Linked DNA regions of Pan troglodytes: region 1 is linked to region 2. Evidence: chromatin contacts called from public HiChIP or PLAC-seq data. All regions are on one chromosome and are shown on one strand. The core of a region is the stretch at or near the end of the contact, and the rest is flanking DNA. Distances in the headings are between cores, read along the strand shown.

Evidence for each region. HiChIP or PLAC-seq counts read pairs in DNA pulled down with a chosen protein or histone mark.
Region 1: an H3K4me3 HiChIP or PLAC-seq map of stem cell-derived excitatory neurons shows a contact between it and region 2, with 4 times the contacts expected there. The contact joins the promoter of VNN1 here to the promoter of STX7 in region 2.

The regions. Positions count from the first base shown.
Region 1 is chr5:144,588,214-144,591,691 of NHGRI_mPanTro3-v2.0_pri, forward strand. VNN1 (vanin 1) reads right to left here and starts at 2,190. Exons shown (of 7, transcript XM_001169280.6): 1 at 1,952-2,190. The coding sequence starts at 2,161.
Region 2 is chr5:144,389,035-144,392,124 of NHGRI_mPanTro3-v2.0_pri, forward strand. It overlaps STX7 (syntaxin 7), which reads right to left and starts at 1,393. Exons shown (of 10, transcript XM_518745.8): 1 at 1,258-1,393.

The DNA.
Region 1 (3,478 bases), core at 940-3,439, 200 kb after region 2:
GCAAGAGGAGCTGAGGAGCTGAGTGGCTGAGTAACAACTATCTGGGCTTCCCCCACACCCCTTAAATCTTATTTTGTTTTCTATATTTTTATAATTTATTTTCTTTTCCAAAGCATTTTAATTTCCTTTTTTTTCAGTGCACTGTCACTTCTTTTTCTTTTTCTTTTCTTTTCTTTATTTCTAATTTTAGATTCAAAGGGTACAAATGCAGTTTTGTTGCATGGATATGTTACATAATGGTGAGGTTTGGGCTTCTAGTCATGCATTTTTTTTTCTCTCTTTTTTTTTTTTTCTGATGGAGTTTCGCTCTTGCTGCCCAGGCTGGAGTGCAATGGCTAGATCTCGGCTTACCACAACCTCCACCTCCCGGGTTCAAGCGATTCTCCCGCCTCAGCCTCATAAGTAGCTAGGATCACAGGCATCCGCCACCACGCCTGGCTAATTTTTGTATTTTTAGTAGAGATGGGGTTTCTCCATATTGGTCAGGATGGTCTTGAACTCCCAACCTCAGGTGATCCGCCTGCCTCAGCCTCCCAAAGTGTTGGAATTACAGACATGAGCCACCGCACCTGGCTTAGTCAAGCATTTTAATTTTCTAATCCTGCCATTGTTGTTTCCTATGGCAGTCGTTAACTATAAACCTAGCTTATCCTGGAACCAAGCCTCTCCTTGAACTTTGGCTGATGACTGTGCCTGTGTCAAGACTGATTAATAACTTAAATATTCTGTTTATTTCCTCCTCTGCCCCAGCTTTCCCCTGCAAACATGATTCCTGCTTCTCAGAAAAAGAGGAGCCACAAACTGGTTACTTGAACTGTCCCATGCCTACAAGTACTGCCTGAGCTAACCTGGGCACCTTCCAATTAGAGAGTCACCTTAAAAAGCTCTGTGACCTTCAAGGAAATAGTTGGACTAAGGATGAAAAAGAACATCAGAACTCCTGATAACCTTTTAAATATTAGTATATATAAGAATATAGGGCAGTCATGGTAGCTCATGCCTGTAATCCCAGCACTTTGGGAGCCCAAGGCAGGTGGATCACCTGAGGTCAGGAGTTCAAGTCCAGCGTGGGCAACATGGCAAAATCCCATCTCTACAAAAAATACAAAACTTAGCTGAGCACGGTGGCATGCATCTGTGGTCCCAGCTACTCTGGAGACTGTAGTGGGAGAATCACCTGAGCCCGGGAAGTCAAGGCTGCAGTGAGACGTGATCACACCACTATACTCCATCCTGGGTGACAGAGTGAGACCCTAACTCAACAACACAAAAGAATATATATTTATAGATATATGTAATACACATTTATCCATGACTTTTATCACACTTCATATATTCCTGGTCTACACCTAATCGATCAATAGCTTTTAAAATAATATTTGTGTAAACCACAATTTATACTATATGATTAACTTCAAACTGAAACCTTCACTCAACTTAAGGACTCACAATGCATTACATATACTTTTATCTTGTAATTAGAATGAAGTATGAAGTATATAGTGCATGCTGGCAAGGAATTGAAAACTTAAATTTGTTTTCAGATTATAAATTTATTCAAAAACCTGCAAAGCCTTAATAGCACATGAGTACATGAAGGCCACTAATACTCTGCAAATAGCACCTAGTCCCTGACCCATTTATCCTCCATCCTCCATCTGTACCAGAAAAGGGGAACAAAGATGTTGAATTTATGGCCAGTTCCTCAAAGGTCTGCTGCTTCTTGATAATGAGCAAATTGTTCTTTTCTTAACTTTGTTCTTACTGTTAGGGAAGTCCTTGCTCTAATTTTGAGAGGAAAGTAGAATTCTAACTGTAAAATAAAGGTTCTTGGCTACTCTGATACATATATCATCTAAAAGTGTAACTGACCCTGACAGTGGCCCTGTCTCCTAGGACCCCCTCCTTTCTCATAGAATCCAGTACACTGGAGAGATGGTAGAGATGGTACCTGATCTGCTGCTGATGTGATCGCTCCTTCCAAAATGTCCAGATTCCGATTCATTAATGCCAAAGCCTCCTCACGAGACACTGGTGTTAGGGTGGCATTGGGCAATATCGCTGCATGCTCATAAACAGCTGCAATGAAAGTGTCCTGGCAGCTGGCTCTTGAGACATAGAAAAGCAAAATTGCCACGTAAGCTGGCAACTGAGTAGTCATGCTGAAGTCCAATGAGTGCTGAAAAACAGAGCATGTCCTGGTATTTATAGAAAGAAGACACGTGGTGTCCAGAGCTTAGTACCTTAAACCACGGAAGTTAATTAAGAAAACGCTATGATTTCATAGCACTGTTACATAACAAAAGACCCTCCCTTATTGCAGTAATTTGTGAAGATTAACTCAAGAACTCTATATACATTAGTGCGCTAGGGCTGCCTAACAAAATACAATAAACTGGGTGGTGTAAAAAATAAAAAATTTATTGCTTTGCAGTTCTGGAGGGTGGGAGTCCCAGATGAAGGTGTCAGCAGAGTTGGTTCCTCCTGAGGGCGGTGAAGGAAAGATGTGTTCCAGGCCTCTCTCCTTGACCCATAGATGGCTGCCTTCTCCCTGTGTCTCTTCATATGCTATTCTCCTCATGTGCGTGCCTGTGTCCAAGTTTTCCCTTTTCGTGAGGACACCACTCTAATCTTTAACACAGGGAAAGGGAAAATCCCAGCTCTAGCTTTTTTTGTCATCATTGTTGTTTGTTTATTGTTGTTGTTGTTTGAGATGGAGTTTCACTCTTGTCACCCAGGCTAGAGTGCAGTGGCGAAATCTCGGCTCACTGCAACCTCCGCCTCTCGGGTTCATGTGATTCTCCTGCCTCAGCCTCCCAAGTAGCTGGGATTACAGGCGCCCGCCACCACGCCAGGCTAATTTTTTGTATTTTTAGTAGAGACAGGGTTTCGCCGTGTTGGGCAGGCTGGTCTCAAATTGCTGACCTCAGGTGATCCACCTGCTTTGTTTTTATGCCAAATAAGGGCAGAAGAAAAAAGCCAACTGAAGGTCATAAACCCAGGGGTACAGGCTCACTGAAAGACTGAGACTCAATCATAGGACCAATTAGATTTAGTGCCCACTGTACTCCAGTATAACTTCATCTTAACTAATTAGATCTGAAATGACCCCTTTTCCAAAAAAGGTTACATTCTAAGATACTGACAGTTAGGACTTCAACATATAAATTTTTGGAATTCATATATTTTGGAATGTCAACACAAGACATTCAAATAATTTTAAAACTTTATTATTATTTTCATGTGAATATTTCAGCTCTACACTTTGATTTACTTTATTTTCCTCAAAATGGGGAAGCCAGGACAAAGAGGAATACAAAAGAGTTACTCATTTTCTATTGCTATATAACAAATTATCCCCAAATTCAGCAGCTTCAAAAAGCAAAAATACATCATCTCCCACTTTCTCTGGGTCAGGAATCCAGGGGCAGTTTAGCTGGTGCCTCTGGCCCAAGGTCTCTTTCACAAGGCTGCAGTC
Region 2 (3,090 bases), core at 143-2,642:
TTCACACATGAAACTTGCAAATTAAATGGAATCACAGCAAACTTCACTCAGACTTACTGTGAATATTTTCTATAATTTACTTTTCAATCATCAGCACTTAAAGTTTGGGGTCATAATCAAAATGAGGATTGATTTTGTTATCAAGAGCAACATAAGTAACATATCTGAGGAAAAATTATGATGTTAATGAGTTAATATGGTATCATATTAACCTCTACAGAAACTGTGAAGTTAAGAGCATAATTCTTAACTAGTCACGAGTCTGAGGCCAACTTCTCAAAGTAGCCTATAAGGCCTGTCCACAACACAAAACACAGTTTAAAACACCGTTATCAGCCTCTGCCCAGGTGTGCTCAGAGAACCTGCAGAAGAAATGTCCACTTCCAACATTGTTAAATAGCACAGCATTTCATAATTACTTTCTTTTCTTCCAGATTCTGGGCAAGTTTTATATATTATATATAATTATAGTCAGAATACAACGATCTGAGGTAAACAAAAATTAACGTATACAGATAAGAGCCAAACAAATGTAAGAAATTTGTGGGAAAAAACACACAGCATTTGATCAGAAATGCAACTTTTTTTCTTTGTCTGAATTTAAAGAAACTAACTAGAAAACAAGGTGGAGGAAATACTAGAAATATTTTATGTATGTTTAAAGGTTTTTATGTAAATTAATTAAAGGTGTATACTAAAAGAATGTCAAAGTATGTTAAAGTCATCAAGCCAAATTAAAAAAACAATACTACGCGCCTCTGAATAAACAAACATACACGGTTCGCCTGCTACAGCCATACATTTTTCAGTTCCTCTATATTCGGGAAGTTTAATGTGTTTTTCAATCCGTGAGTTGAAAAGAGGAAGAGGTCATTTGGTCGTGTCTGGATTCCTGAGCTGGGCCCCAGCCGGCTCTGGCGCCCTCCCCGGGGTGCGCTCCGCCAGCCGTGCGCCTCCGGAGCTCTGCCCAGGGGACCGCGGCGGGTGCGTGGCTGGGTAGGCCCACCTGACCACAGCCGCGCGCACCCGGAATGCGGAACGCGCCGCGCCCTTGCACCCGGCCGGGGGGCGTGGGGAGCCGCAGGCGCTCCGGGAGCTGGGGCAGTCCCGCCCTTCCCAGCCTCCCGAGTGCCTGCTGCAGAGCGCAGGGCGGCGGCCACCTGACCACGCGCACAAACAAGAAGGCGCAGCAGCCGCAGGGGCACCGCGCCTCCCTGTCGCCCGGCCAGGGAGCCCCCCTCCCCAGGGTCCTCTTACCTGGACCTCCACGGCTCCCTCCTACACCTCCGACCGCCGTCACCCACCTACCCCGGAGCCCTCAGCTGCAATTCTCAGCTGATGGGCGGTGGCGTGGGGACGCCCAGTGCGCATGCCCGCAGCACAACTCAGGAAGAAGGCGGGGTTCACCCCTTTTCTATTGGCCCGCGGGGCTGAGTGACAGCGGCCCTCACCGCCCCTCCGGTTCCAAGCTAAGGAATGGGGGTATCAGCAAAATTGCAAGGGAGCTGTTCTTTGAAGCCTGACGTAGAGATGGTGAACGCCTCTTAGCCTACGTGCAAAAAAGGACAGAATGGAGGACAGTTGTCTTCTTTATCTGGTGAAGCCAGCCTTCTTGCACGCGAGTCTTCACCCCGCCCCATTAGCTCTTGCCTGTCTTGTTTGCTAACCTTTAATTGCAGTAGATCGCGTTCACAGCTCTATCGAAAAATGCAAAGGCGAGCACACAATCCTAGCAAGAACAATGAAGGAATAAGTGAAGAGTCATCTCTGGGTGCTCACTTAGTAAACAAGTTTTCCTAGTACATACAAGTCATTCTAAGCATTCCTGAAAAGCAGGGCGTAGTTTTCACAGGGTTTAAAACAAGCAGAGACAGTTCCAATGATAAATATGCAAATATATTGTAATTGTTAGATGAAAAGCATCAATTGCTACAAATGAAAGAAAGCCCTCTCCAAATTAATTAGAAGATAGATCGGCTTAGCCTTTGCCTATATTAAGGCAACACTATTTTCTAAAATGATTACCCGGATAGGTGATATCAAAAGTCCAGACGCACTTAGGTGGAAAAAAACAAAACCCAGGATAGAATTCTGATTGGAACTCACCGACACTAAGTGTGGAATGTTATCTGCTTAAGAGAGATGGACAGAGAAAGAATAACCCTGAAAACGAGTAACCCACAAGATAGGAAATAAACCAGGAAAAGGTAAACTAGAGAATGAAGGAAAAAAAGAGGGAATTGTCCATGATGTCACCTGTTACACAAAGTTCAAGTAAATAAAGAACTGAAAGTAGTGCATTGTACTTGAGAATTAGGAAGTGGCTGGTGAACGTAGGAAGAAACATTTCAATCATTGAAGGAACTCATGAAAGGATCTTACATCCGTGTGAGGTTTAGTGCACTTTCCAAATACCCATTCATATTACCTTTGATAGAACTCTGGACTCTGGGGAGGGAAGGTACAATGCACTACAGAAGAACCTGAGATTAAGTGGCCTCTTCAAGTTGCCCTGATAGTTACTGACTATGCTGGGACCAAAACTTAGCTGTCTGAGCCCTCATCCTGGGCTCATTCCAATTCCTTGTTTTAAAATATGTTATGAGTGGATTCCTTCCAGGTCTTTTGAAAACTTAGAATAAGATTTCATCCTTTGGTATTCAAATGGGAAAAAAAAGAAGTATAGTCTAGACAAACTTGCAAAATTTAGAAGTATTAAGATAAATGAATTACTAAGAGTTCCTGACATGGTATTCCATCTGCGAATCTGGCTGCTACCAAGTTAAATTCAGCCAGGTGTCTTGAAACTGGTAGGGCTTTAAAAGTCTCCTAATTTGATGAGTGATAATGTCACATCTCCCAAAATAAATCATTTCCATGTGCAGAAGTTACCTATGACTGAAGGCTTGTAATTTGGATTTTCAGAAATAGTAATTTGCGAGATTTGGGCCTTCTTGGAGAGATTTTGAAGGAAACCAGAAGTTGTTGAGTGGGGAATGTTATCTGCACACTTGTGGTGTCCTTATTAATGTAAATACCATAAATACCTCCTATGTAATATCTCTCACGTAGGATGGAGAACTGTCCACT